2 separate regions of the Anas platyrhynchos genome follow, and region 2 is linked to region 1. Evidence: chromatin contacts called from public Hi-C data. All regions are on one chromosome and are shown on one strand. Each heading gives the region's core, a stretch centred on a gene start, on an enhancer-like site or on the middle of the called end of the contact. The rest is flanking DNA. Distances are from core to core; before and after follow the strand shown. Region 1 holds the start of ANKRD11 (ankyrin repeat domain containing 11). Region 2 overlaps ANKRD11 (ankyrin repeat domain containing 11).

Region 1 (5,257 bases), core at 1,285-3,784:
CGAAGCAGTGCCAGGAGGGAGAGGCGAGGAGTTTTGCGGCCAGCAGCCACTGTGGCTGCCCTGCGAGTCCGTGCGTGGGCGGCTCGGGCTGGGCAGCATAGGGGAAGGCGAGCGCTGTCCTCCCTGCGTGTGCGAGAGGTGACCTTGGGGAAGGTGGCTTCAGTCACCAGCCCCGGCCTGGCAATATGCTCCGCTGGGAGCAAGCCAAGGCTCTGAGCAGACAGATCTAACCTGATCCAGGCTTGGCCTCACTGGGACGTGCTCCAGCCATGACATCACCCGGTAATGCTACGTGTATTTACTACTGGGGGAAGGTGCGGGATTGGAGCCTGAAATCCCTGCTTTATCCCCTGAGCAGGTTAGGGACAGGAAGCAGCATTAGCAGCCCCAGCCGGGTGTTCTTCAGGCAAAGAGGAATCAGGTTCTGCAGCCAGCACAGCCCTCAGCCCTGCTGTTTGAGAACTCACATCTCCTATTTTCACACTCCCCATGAGATGTTCTTGCCACCTGAATCTCGGGGAGCTCCTTGCAGGGTGCCACCCCCCCCCTCTTAGCTTGGACTCATCTCACAGCACTTTGCAAGCAGAGCGAACGGATACCTGGAGTCAGGTATCCACTGCGCCATCCACAGCCGTCACATCAATAATGAATCAAGGGATTAAATGCAGAGCTGAAGCAACCAGAGGGTAAACTCAGACTTTTAAAAGAAGTGAAATTGCTCTCGTTGCACGTGGAGCAACATGGGGCCCGAAATTCCACTGGGGGCAAGGAAGGCACCCCATCCCGTCAGGCAGCCACGGGCTTCAAGCCTGGCCGGGACACACTGCTGGGGCACAGGCTCGTGGCTGTGAGTCACTGCTGAGGAGCAGGCAGTTTTAGACAGGTAGGTGACAGATGGCGACAGGCAGGGGATCAGAGGGAATCAGCAGTACGGCAGCAGCGTCAGGACAGCTGCCCGTTGGGGCTTGGGAAGCTCTAGGACAGGCAAGGTCCGAGGCTGTGACAGGGACATGGGCACCTCGCTGAGCTTGCAGGAGAAGAGCAGGAAGAGGGGACTAGCTCGGTAGGAACCAGAGCTGTTGGAGGCCACGAAGGAGCAGACTGCTCCACGGGAATGCTCCCAGAGAGCTGCTGAAGCACGCAGAGCTCAGGCCAGGCATCCATCGGTGTGCAGGGGGTGCCTGAAGTCAGCTCCAAGCCCCACGGACCGCTCAGGAAGCTGCATGCAAGCAGCCGTCACTCCGTGCTGCTCAAATCCAGCGGCAAGCTGGAAGCCTGAAGCCTGTCATTAGGAATCATAAAAACAGCAATTAGAGCAGAGCGGCACGAGTTCACGCCCAGACCATCAATACGAGGCATTTACCCAGCAGCAGGGGACCGCCGCCCTCGGAAATCTTCCTCGGCTGGGGACGCAGGAGGCCTGGCGCTCCCCCTTGCCAGCCACACGGGCACGAGGCCGTTTTATTGAGGAAACCTGGGGTGGCAAGTGGAGGTTGGGAGGTCGGAGCTGTGCTGCCGGGAGCAGCAGCAGGACTCCTCGCCGGCCTCCCAAACGCTGTCTCGTTTGCCAAGCCCATCTCTCTGCTGAGTGCTAATAGGTGACATCAACGAAACCACGAGCCAAGCTTAAAGTGAGGGCTCTTCTAATCAACGTGCTCCCGAAGCTTTTTCTCTTGGCCTCTTTGATGTTGGCGCTTGACTGCTCACGCAGGATTTACCCCGATGTTTGACCGTAGTAGTCCTCAATCACTTGTATGACCTATTAAAAATAAAAGCCCATCTTTTCCCATTCTGGTAGGTGCTGAATCAGCAGAGAGCTGCACCCACGGTAGCACAGATGCCTTCCATACAGGTGCTGCATCGCTTTGCTGTTGGGAACGGAAGGCTGAAAGCACCCCACAACTAACTACAGGCTTTTATTTCCCTCATAAATATCACAAATAAGCCGCAAGGAGCAGAACCATGAGGAAGGGGCCCTGCAGAGGCCCTTCCCGCGCTGCAGGTCAGGAGGGCGCAGGGAAGGCTCCAGCTGCGGCCGCCCAAAGGCAGCACCAATATTGGGGAAGTGAAAATCCCAATTCCCCTCAGTTTTGAGCTCGGAGGCCGCAGGGAGGTTGTTTGCAGTGCTTTGCGTGAGGCGTGACGAGAAACCCACCGAGAGGGAGGCTGACAAAGGGAAACGAGAGCCCAAAAAGCCCCAAAACCTTTATGTTTTGGATCAAAAATTGGGATTTTTGTGATTTCTGGGCACTGATAAACGGCGCTGAGGGCGAATCCCCCTCACACCACCACACGGGGCGCAGGGGGGGGGGGGCCCTGAGGCGCCGCCACCTCACGGCGCTGCCCCCCCGGTCCCTCCCCCCCGCCTGTCACTCACAGCTCCCAACCAATCAGCACCGCCTCCGCCGAGCCACGTCAGCCAATGGCGGCCGCGCTGCGCCCCTCCCTCCCCCTTTCCCCCCCTCTCCCTGCTCGGACGCGCTGACGTCGGGCGCGCGCGGCTCGGCCAATGGGCGGCGGCGACGCGGCGGGCCAATGAGCGGCGGCGTCTCAGCCAGCGGCTCGAGCGGGCGGCAGCGCTGCGAGCGGGGCCGGGCCGAGCGGAGCGCAGCGGGGCCATGGAGCGCGGGGCCGGCACCGCCACCGGCACCGCCACCGGGACGTGCGGCCTCTGCTGCCCCCCCCCGCCACAGCATTAGCCCCCCGCCGCCCCCCTGCACCCCTTTCAGCCGCCTCTTGCTCTCTCCTCTATGCGGCCGGGCCGGCGGAGCCGCCGCCAGGCCGCGCTCCCCCCCGCGCCGGGCTGCCCTCAGGCCGCTGAGAGCCGGTAAGGGGCGGGGGGGGGGGAAAAGGGAACCGAGGGGGGGGTTTAAGGGGTTAAGGGGGGGGTTAAGGGGTGAGGGGGGGGTTGGGAAGGGGGGAGGGGGTGATTGGGGGGGTCTCCGGTGAGAGCGGGGGGTGCCCGGTGGTGTGTGGGGGGTGTCGGTAATACCGGGGGGTTATCGGTAATAACGGGCGGTTATCGGTAATGGGGGGGGGGTTATCGATAATACAGGGGGTTATCGGTGATCCGGGGGGGTTACCGATAACACGAGGGGGATCCCCGGTGATACCGGGGGTTACCGGTACCGGGTGGGGGGGGGCTCATCGGTAGGCCGGGGGGGTCCCCGGTGATCCCGGGGGTTACCGGGAGGGGGCCGCCACCGGGGGCTGCTCGGGGCCGGGAGCCGCGGCCGTTCCCTGCCCCCCCCCCCCCCCCCCCCCCTTCCTCCACCCGTGCCCCCGGGGGGCGTCGTGCTGCGGTGGGGGGGGGTGGGGGCAGCACCGGGAGGAGAAACGGGGGAGGGGGCGTTGGGGGGTGGGGGGGGGGAAAAACAATGCCCCGGGCCGCCCCTCTCGGTAATTTCCGCTTCCCATTTCATCAGCCCGGGGAGGCGTCAGAGCCCCGCGCGTGTGCGTGCAACCCCGGGTTGAGCCGCCGCCAGCCGGCCGGGCCCGGGCATTTATTTATTTATCTATTGCATTATTTATTTAATTAGCTATTTTTATTATTTATTTAATTATCTATCTACTTATGTATTTATTTACCCACCCACTAGCTTCATCCAGCCTTTGTGCCCCCCGGCCCTAACCCTCACCCCCCCCCCCCCCCCCCCCCACCTCCCCGGTGCCGCCGCCGCCCCTAGCAGCTGCCCCGCGGTGGGGCCGGGCCCGGGTCCCCCCCCCCCCCCCCATCCCTCTCCCGTTCTCCCCTCCCTCCCCGCGGAGGCTCCGGGGGCCGCATGTGTGAGGATTGGCTCGGCCCGGCGGCCCCCGGGTGTGTTTTGCTCTCCGGTTGCAGGGCTGGGATCCTCCCCCCGGCCGGCTCCCCGCACAAAGTGCTCTCTCAGCGCCGGGGGAGCGAATTCCAGGCAGGGCTGGGGGAGCTCCAGCCCCCCCCCAAGCCCCCCAGCACGGCTCCTCGGGGCGCTGAGCTGGGGGCAAATGGAAGGAGCCCGGAGCTGTGCGATTTTGGCCTTCTTCTGGTCCCTTCCCAAGACCGAAGGGCTTTATGTAATCACAATTCTGGCCTTGTTTTTATTTTTATTTTTTTGGGGTGGGGGGAGCAGTGCTCCATGGGGAGGGCGATTCACTCCCGCACGCTTTTGGACGGCCTCGGTGCGCTCTTTTGTGCGTGCTCCACCAGGAGCTAAATATTTGCCTTGATTAACTTAAAAAGGAAAAGTTGGCGCTCGCACAGCACGGCTTCAGCAGCACGTTCAGGGTGCCTCCTGGAGCAATTCCCCAGCCCATGGTGGTGCCCAGCACAAGGGCTGGGAAACCGTGGTGTGGAATTGGGACCGAGCTCCACGGGGGCTTCTGTGAGCCGGGGGGGGGAGCGTTGGTGCTGCCCCCAGCCCCGTGGGGTGGTCCCTGCACGTGGGCACACGCTCGGGGCTCTCTCTGTGCCTCCATCCCCAAACTGGGGGCTCGGCTCTTCCAGCACATGGCTGCTGCGTGCCTCCTCCCTGCCAGGTGCTGGGAGAACCGGGGAGGTTTGGGACTTGCCTCTAGGAGAGCTCAGGAGGTTTGGGACTTGCCAGGGCGCATCTTTGCTGGGTTTCAGCGAAGTTTGCTGCGAGCCCGTGCCGTCGGGCTGGCTGGGGCTTGCATCACCCCCAGCCCCGTCTGGGTGCGCGGCGAGGCTCCGGCTCGCAAAGCCTGGGTCGCCTCTGCAGCGAGCGCTGTTAGAGCGTGGCTGGCATGTGAGCCCTGTGGTTTCTGCCCCCGACTCGCTGCGTTCCCAGCTGTGTGTGTGCTTGTGCCTCCTCTCCGTGGTGGCTGTGAACCTGGCCCTCCAGGCTGGGAGCTGGAGGTGTGGAGCGAAGCGTTCCCCAACTGGTTCTGCCATTCAGCGCTGCTCGTAGAAGTGAACTCTTGTCCCCGTCTCCATTTCATGAAAATGTGGCTCAGGGTGAATTGATTTTTTTTTATGTGCTGCTTTTTTGGTTTTACGACGTTGTAACAGCGTTTTCTCAGGGTTAAACGTATGGGCTGTCCAACATGGGGATTGGGCTGGGGGGGGAAGAACACTCAAGCCAAAAAAAGATCACCAAAAAAAAACCCCAAACAAAACCCCCTTGATCAAAGTGCTGGGCTTCGGTTCTTCCTTCCTGTGTGGCAGTCGACCCGTTAAGCTTATTTCATTTCTACTTTTGTTTTAATTGACTAAACCCCCCCCCCCCACCAACGCCGTGGAACAAAGCGGAGCGTATCG
Region 2 (5,257 bases), core at 965-3,464, 57 kb after region 1:
CACGTGCCTGCCTGTGCGCTTCTGCTCCGGTTATGGGGTTGCTTGCCTTCCCCTTCAGCCTCGCTCACCTTCCTCTGCTTCTGTAAAAGCAGCACTTTCCTACCTCACAGGGAGTCTTAAGGCTTAATCCATTGTTTGTAAAGCTCTTTAAGATCCTTGTTTGGAAGCACTAGAGTCTGGAGGATTAAAAACAATTTATTTTTGTGTATCTTGTATAATGGGCACCTCAAAGACTTGCCAGAGAAGAGGAATTGCCGGAGATGGCAGGGCTGCAAGGTAACCAGGAGGGAGGAAGCGGCCGGGAAGAACAAAGAAGGCAAAAGCAGGGAGCTGCTTCCCCGCGGCGGAGCCAGCCTCGGCGCGAGCGGGGCGACTTTCCAGCCCCGGAGGAAGGGGCTGGACGTCGTCATCGTGCCGCCTTCCTCCTAATCCCATTTAAGGACCCATCTGGTCGGTGCCGCTGCCTGGTTGTGAAGGGCAGCACACGGACCATCTCTCCGGTGCTGCTGCCCTTTGATCACACGGAGCACCAGCACTCCTTTTCGTCCCCTCTGTTCTGTCCCGTGAGCCGTGGTGTCACCAGGAGCTGGCCCCATGGCCATGCCAGAACCCAAAAGCCATTTACTTGGCCACTCGTGGCCACAGCCTGCAGAGCATCTGCATGCTGAGCTGTGTCATCGGGGCACCCCATGGGCCTCCCGCTGTGTCCCCTTGGAAGTGGCCACGGGTGCCGGCGATGTGAGGAGCAGGCATCAAGGCAGCGGCCTCCAGGTGATGGCAAAGTGTGCTCAGGACCCTCAGCGCCTGTTTTTTTGGATGGGATGCAGGCTTCATGTCTGCTGTAGCCGGTTTGCATCAGCAGAACGTGAGAGAAGACAACCTGGGGAGTCCTGGTGGGCCGGTGGCTGAGATGATCGCAGCAAATCCTTTCGGCCTTGGAAACGATTGATTTTATTAATTTGAATTATTTCCTATTTTTGCTGGTTTTGCTTCAGTTATCCCCTTGAGGTTGTGTAAGACTTCCTAAGACTCTCCAACGTTTGTTCACCCCAGGACGTGTGGGGTGCAGCCCCGCTTCCCCCGGGCCCATCCCCAGCTGCTGCTCCGTGGGGCCCTTTGTGCCAGCGGAGCCCCAGAAGGATCGATCCCCTCTGAACGAATTTCTCCTTTTGTTCTGCTCGATCCCGTGACTGTTAAGCAGTTTTAAACCAAGATTATTTTTAGTCTCCTGCAGCCTGAGGAGCGAAGCACGGGGGCTTTGAACAGGCACCAGGCTTCCTCCAGCAGGGCAGGGAAATGTTTTCACGCCCTACAAGCCCTTTCCCTTCCCGCTGTGCCACCTGCCCTGCCCCGAGCCCGCCTGTCCCCGCGGCCACCCTCAGCATCAACCTGGGGCGCGGGGGATCAGCGCACGGCTCCACACGTGGTGGGAACCGAGCAGTTGAAGAAAATGTTCCATTTGTCAGGGTTAATCCCAGGCACTTGCAAAGCCGTGCCCGAGCTCTGCCCCGTGCCTGCTGCTCGCAGGGACTGCGCCCCTACAGAGCTCCCCCGTGGGCAGGGGAGGCTGCGGGGCGCAGGGACGGAGAGCTCGGAGCTGGGCACGGCTCCTGGCGCCGCACAGGATGAGCAGGCGTGCTGCGAGGCTGGCACCCGAAGGGGTAAATTACAGAGAGTTTGAAGCCTCTGCTCAGCGCGTGGTGTTAATTGGAGCTTTACAACATTTAGCATTTCTTTCAGCAGGGGCAGGAGGACGAGCGGCGTCGCGGTGCCACCGTCCTCGGGCTCCATCCAGCCCCTGGTTACCCCTGCCTGGGGCAGCCCTGGGTGCTCCTGGGGGCTCTGCGCCTTCCGCAGGGGCTGCTGGAAACTCCCCACGTCCCTGCCCGGCTCTGGGCTTCGGAGGAGATCCCTGGCTGAGCAGGGGGGTGCCGGGGCTGGTGAGCTCGTCTCCGAGGGTCCTGGTGGAGCCCTGGGTGCGCAGGGCTGGTGGCAGAGGGGCTCTTCCCCTCCCGAAATGTATTCCAGCTCCAGCCTGCGCTGTGGCGAGAGGGGGAGCGAGAGAAGGGAACAACAGCATTAGCGGATGTAGAAGTAGCTGGAATGAGAAGCTTTTGTGCCATTAATAACAGCTCTGGCTGGCAGCCAAGGCTCGGAGTGTGGGATTAGCCTGAACAATCAAGACTGCAGGATCAAAACAAGGAGGCAGGAACAGCGAGGTCACGCTGCTGCCATCTGCGCTGCCGCAGTGGTGGGAGGGAGCGGAAGAGGGGGCTGCGCTGGAGGAGCGCGGCCGCCAGCGCCCCGAGCCCCGAGCCCCCGGCTCTGCCACGGCCACCCCGTGCCCGACGCTGGCTCCTGGGGAACGGCTCCCAAAAAATCCCCGAGCAGCTCCCCCCGGGGCTTGGTCACACTCCTCTTTGCCCAAACCTCGTTCCAGCTCGGGGATCTGGCCGACTCCTGTGGCCCCTTTGTTTTTGGCGATTGTCTTCCCGCGACAAAGCCCGCGGCCTGCCTCCAAAGGAGTGTCACCAGGGGTGTCACCGCGTGTCACCGCTCTGCGGGCTCTGACTGGCATCTGGTGACCCGGAGAGGGGGGGGACACGGCCGGGGCTCAGCTCTGGGCTCGCCGGGGGCAGCAGCACCGCGGCTGAAAGCGCCCTTTGGAAAGGGGCTGCTGCTGCAGGGCAACTCCGGAGGCAGAGTGAGGCCAAGCTGGGTCTGTCTCGCCCTGGAGTCGAGCAGATTCCTCTGAAAATCCTTCCCAGAGCGTCAGAAAGCAAAAGGATCGGAGCCGCGCACGCAGCTTCTCGTCTCTCCTTCCCTCTGACCTAGTAAATCTCAACTGTCCTGCGAATGTAAATACAAAGGCTGAATGCAGCGGGAGCAAAGCAGCGTCCCACAAACAGCCTCCCAGCTCTGGCTAAAAATATCTCGGTGCGGTGCAGTAACTCCCAGGCATTCTTTTGTCTGGCTGCTTTTGAATTCCCTAATTGAAGTTGGTTGGAGGGCAGTGCACCAGTTTCCTGAATAGCTTCGATGGCGATTGTGAGCTAAAAAACAAGAGCAAAACTGTTTTTCCTTTGTGCCGCGGCACTTTTGTTTACCTCCCTCCCCCCCCTTTCCTAATCTCTGTCTTTTTCCTTACGATTTTATTTCGCGAGACGAGCGCATGAAATGCATCTGCGGGGCCGGGAGGTGTGGGTAGGGGGCCGCCCTTCCCCACCCGTGCCCCCACGTGCGCCGCGGGGCTGCGACGGCCGGGTTGGCGCAGGGATGCGGTGCAAGCCGAGCTTAACGTAGTAGGAAGCGTTAATAATGGCTCCTAATTGCCTACTAATAACTAAAGCTGGGGGATTTGGCAGCGGCTGGGATAGAGTTTTCTCCTGCAATCTGTCTGTTCCCTGCAGAAGGAACAAAGTTGCTTTGCAGCGGGGCATCTGCGCCGCGCCGCAGGCAGGGGGGAGTCCCGGCCCCGCGCAGGGCACGCGAGCGGTGCCGGGGGCGAAAGCTGCGGCGTGCTCTGGCCCCCCAAGGTCTACAAGAGGAAGAAGAACGCCACCGGGCCGTTCTCCTCTCCAAATGTGTGTTTTTCTTCATTTGAACTTGGAAATAGAGAAGCCCGGGCTTGCTCCAAGCCCTTGGCGGAGCGCCGCTGCCCCAGAAGGCGCATGCGGGGCCGAACGCAGACGGGTCCCGGAGCTGGCGGGGAGCGAGGGAGGGAGGAAGCGGCTGCGACCCGGCCTTGCGAGAGGTGCCGGCCGGCGCAGGCAGCTCCCCGCTGCTTATCTGCTGGGGAAACGTGATAAACCGCCAGCGCTCCCAGCTCCTCTGTGGCTGGCAAGCGCGCCGATGGCGCTTTCACTCCAGCCTCCGTAAATTCAAGGTCTTGAAATTGCGATGGGGATGGGGAGGGGGAGGGAGGGAGGGAGGGAGGGAAGCTGCTTTCAGCTGCTTTCAGCTGCTCCGGGAGCCGGGGTTTTTATCCAGGCTCTCCGTAGCGGGAGATATTTCCTAGCTGCTCAGCAGCAGCAGCGGAAAAACAAGCACAAATTTTTCTGTCTTCAGGGATAACTGCAGTGAAGCGTGCGGGGGGGGGCCGCGGCGCTCGCTGGTCCCGAAATACCTCCCCATCCCCCACGCACGTCACCAGGCCCCGGCACGGCCCCAGAGCGCGGTGCGGGGCCGGCACGGGGCCGGGGCACCGCCGGCAGCCCCTGGCCGCAGACGTCAGCACCTTCCTTAAAAATGGAGAATCTCAAAAAAAAAAAAAAAAAAAAGAGAAAAGATAAAACATGGCACACGGGTATGAGCTGGCAGCCTGCGCGCTGGGTTTTCTGGCTCCTGCTCTGTCACGGTGCAAAACCAGGGAGATGTTCCCGGGGGAGCCTGCGGCACGTGCGGCAGTGGGGGTAGCTGCACCCCGCTGCTCGGGGGCTCCGGCTTCACCTTGCTTCCTGCCCCATCCTGCAGCTCCCGCTGGGTGCTGTGGGTGAGAAACCCTCGTGATCAGAGCCTTTCCTCCTCTCCAAAGTCGTTTCTTGGGCCTGAGCATGGTGCCTGGCTGGAAGCGTGGGGCTGGGGTGCTCAGGAGCCAGGGCCAGGTCGCGGTGCCTCCATCACGCACCCGCTGCGGGGTCAGGTTTGTGCTGCCCGTGCCCCAGCACCTCGCGCTGCCGTCGTCACGGGGGCGTTGTGGGGCTGTGGCTGGGAACGAGGAGGGCTGCGGGGTTATCTGCCGTGCAGGAATGGCAGGAATTTCACGGGGGAGAGGCGAGCTGTTCCCTTCCCAGCGCAGGGAAAGCCCATCTCGGTGGGTTACACCGAGCGAAGTGCTTCGTGTGTGCCGGCAGCTCCCTGGCCTGGGAGTCTTGGTGTGAAGTTTCCACCTGCCCCAAACGTTTTCGCTCTGACTGTGAACCTCAGAGGGGAGAGCGCTGGAATGGAAAAGTTGACGCAGCCCTTATCTGCGGCGCAGCGACGGTGCTGGGGAGGAATCCGAGCCCTGGCTTATGTCAGGCTTGAAGCTTTCCCCTTTTTTTCCAGCAAGCTGCATTCCGTTGCCTTGGAGCCTCCCTTCACTGGGGGCGCATCCTTTGGGGAGCGTGGTTTGGTCAAGAGGAGAAGCCCGGCTGCGCTTCCAGGCTGCTCCGAGTTCCCCCATGGCCACCCTGGGAGCTCCGTGCAGCAGCCCTGGGTCCTTCAAAAGCTGTTGCCCTCCCAGGAGGCAGCCACGGCCCCTCTCAAGATGTTAGCC

The links. Hi-C and Micro-C count contacts between places; a contact is called where the count stands out from the background.
Region 2: a Hi-C map of subcutaneous adipose tissue shows a contact between it and region 1, with 1.8 times the contacts expected there. The contact joins the enhancer-like site here to the promoter of ANKRD11 in region 1. A contact is called at or near these places in 3 of 8 Hi-C or Micro-C datasets (skeletal muscle and subcutaneous adipose tissue).

Annotation. Positions count from the first base shown.
Region 1 is chr12:1,486,164-1,491,420 of IASCAAS_PekinDuck_T2T, forward strand. It overlaps ANKRD11 (ankyrin repeat domain containing 11), which reads left to right and starts at 2,535. Exons shown (of 13, transcript XM_072043799.1): 1 at 2,535-2,827. It overlaps LOC110352371 (a long non-coding RNA gene), which reads left to right. Exons shown (of 2, transcript XR_003499847.3): 2 at 1-1,787.
Region 2 is chr12:1,543,042-1,548,298 of IASCAAS_PekinDuck_T2T, forward strand. The region is part of intron 2 of ANKRD11 (ankyrin repeat domain containing 11); the gene reads left to right. Among named protein-coding and RNA genes, the nearest start is that of ANKRD11, 57 kb to the left of the region's middle. Within about 2 kb of position 2,215, at least 6 of the 8 cell types and tissues checked have an H3K27ac peak or open chromatin away from gene starts, as enhancers often do. A contact at or near this core is called in subcutaneous adipose tissue, where this site is marked.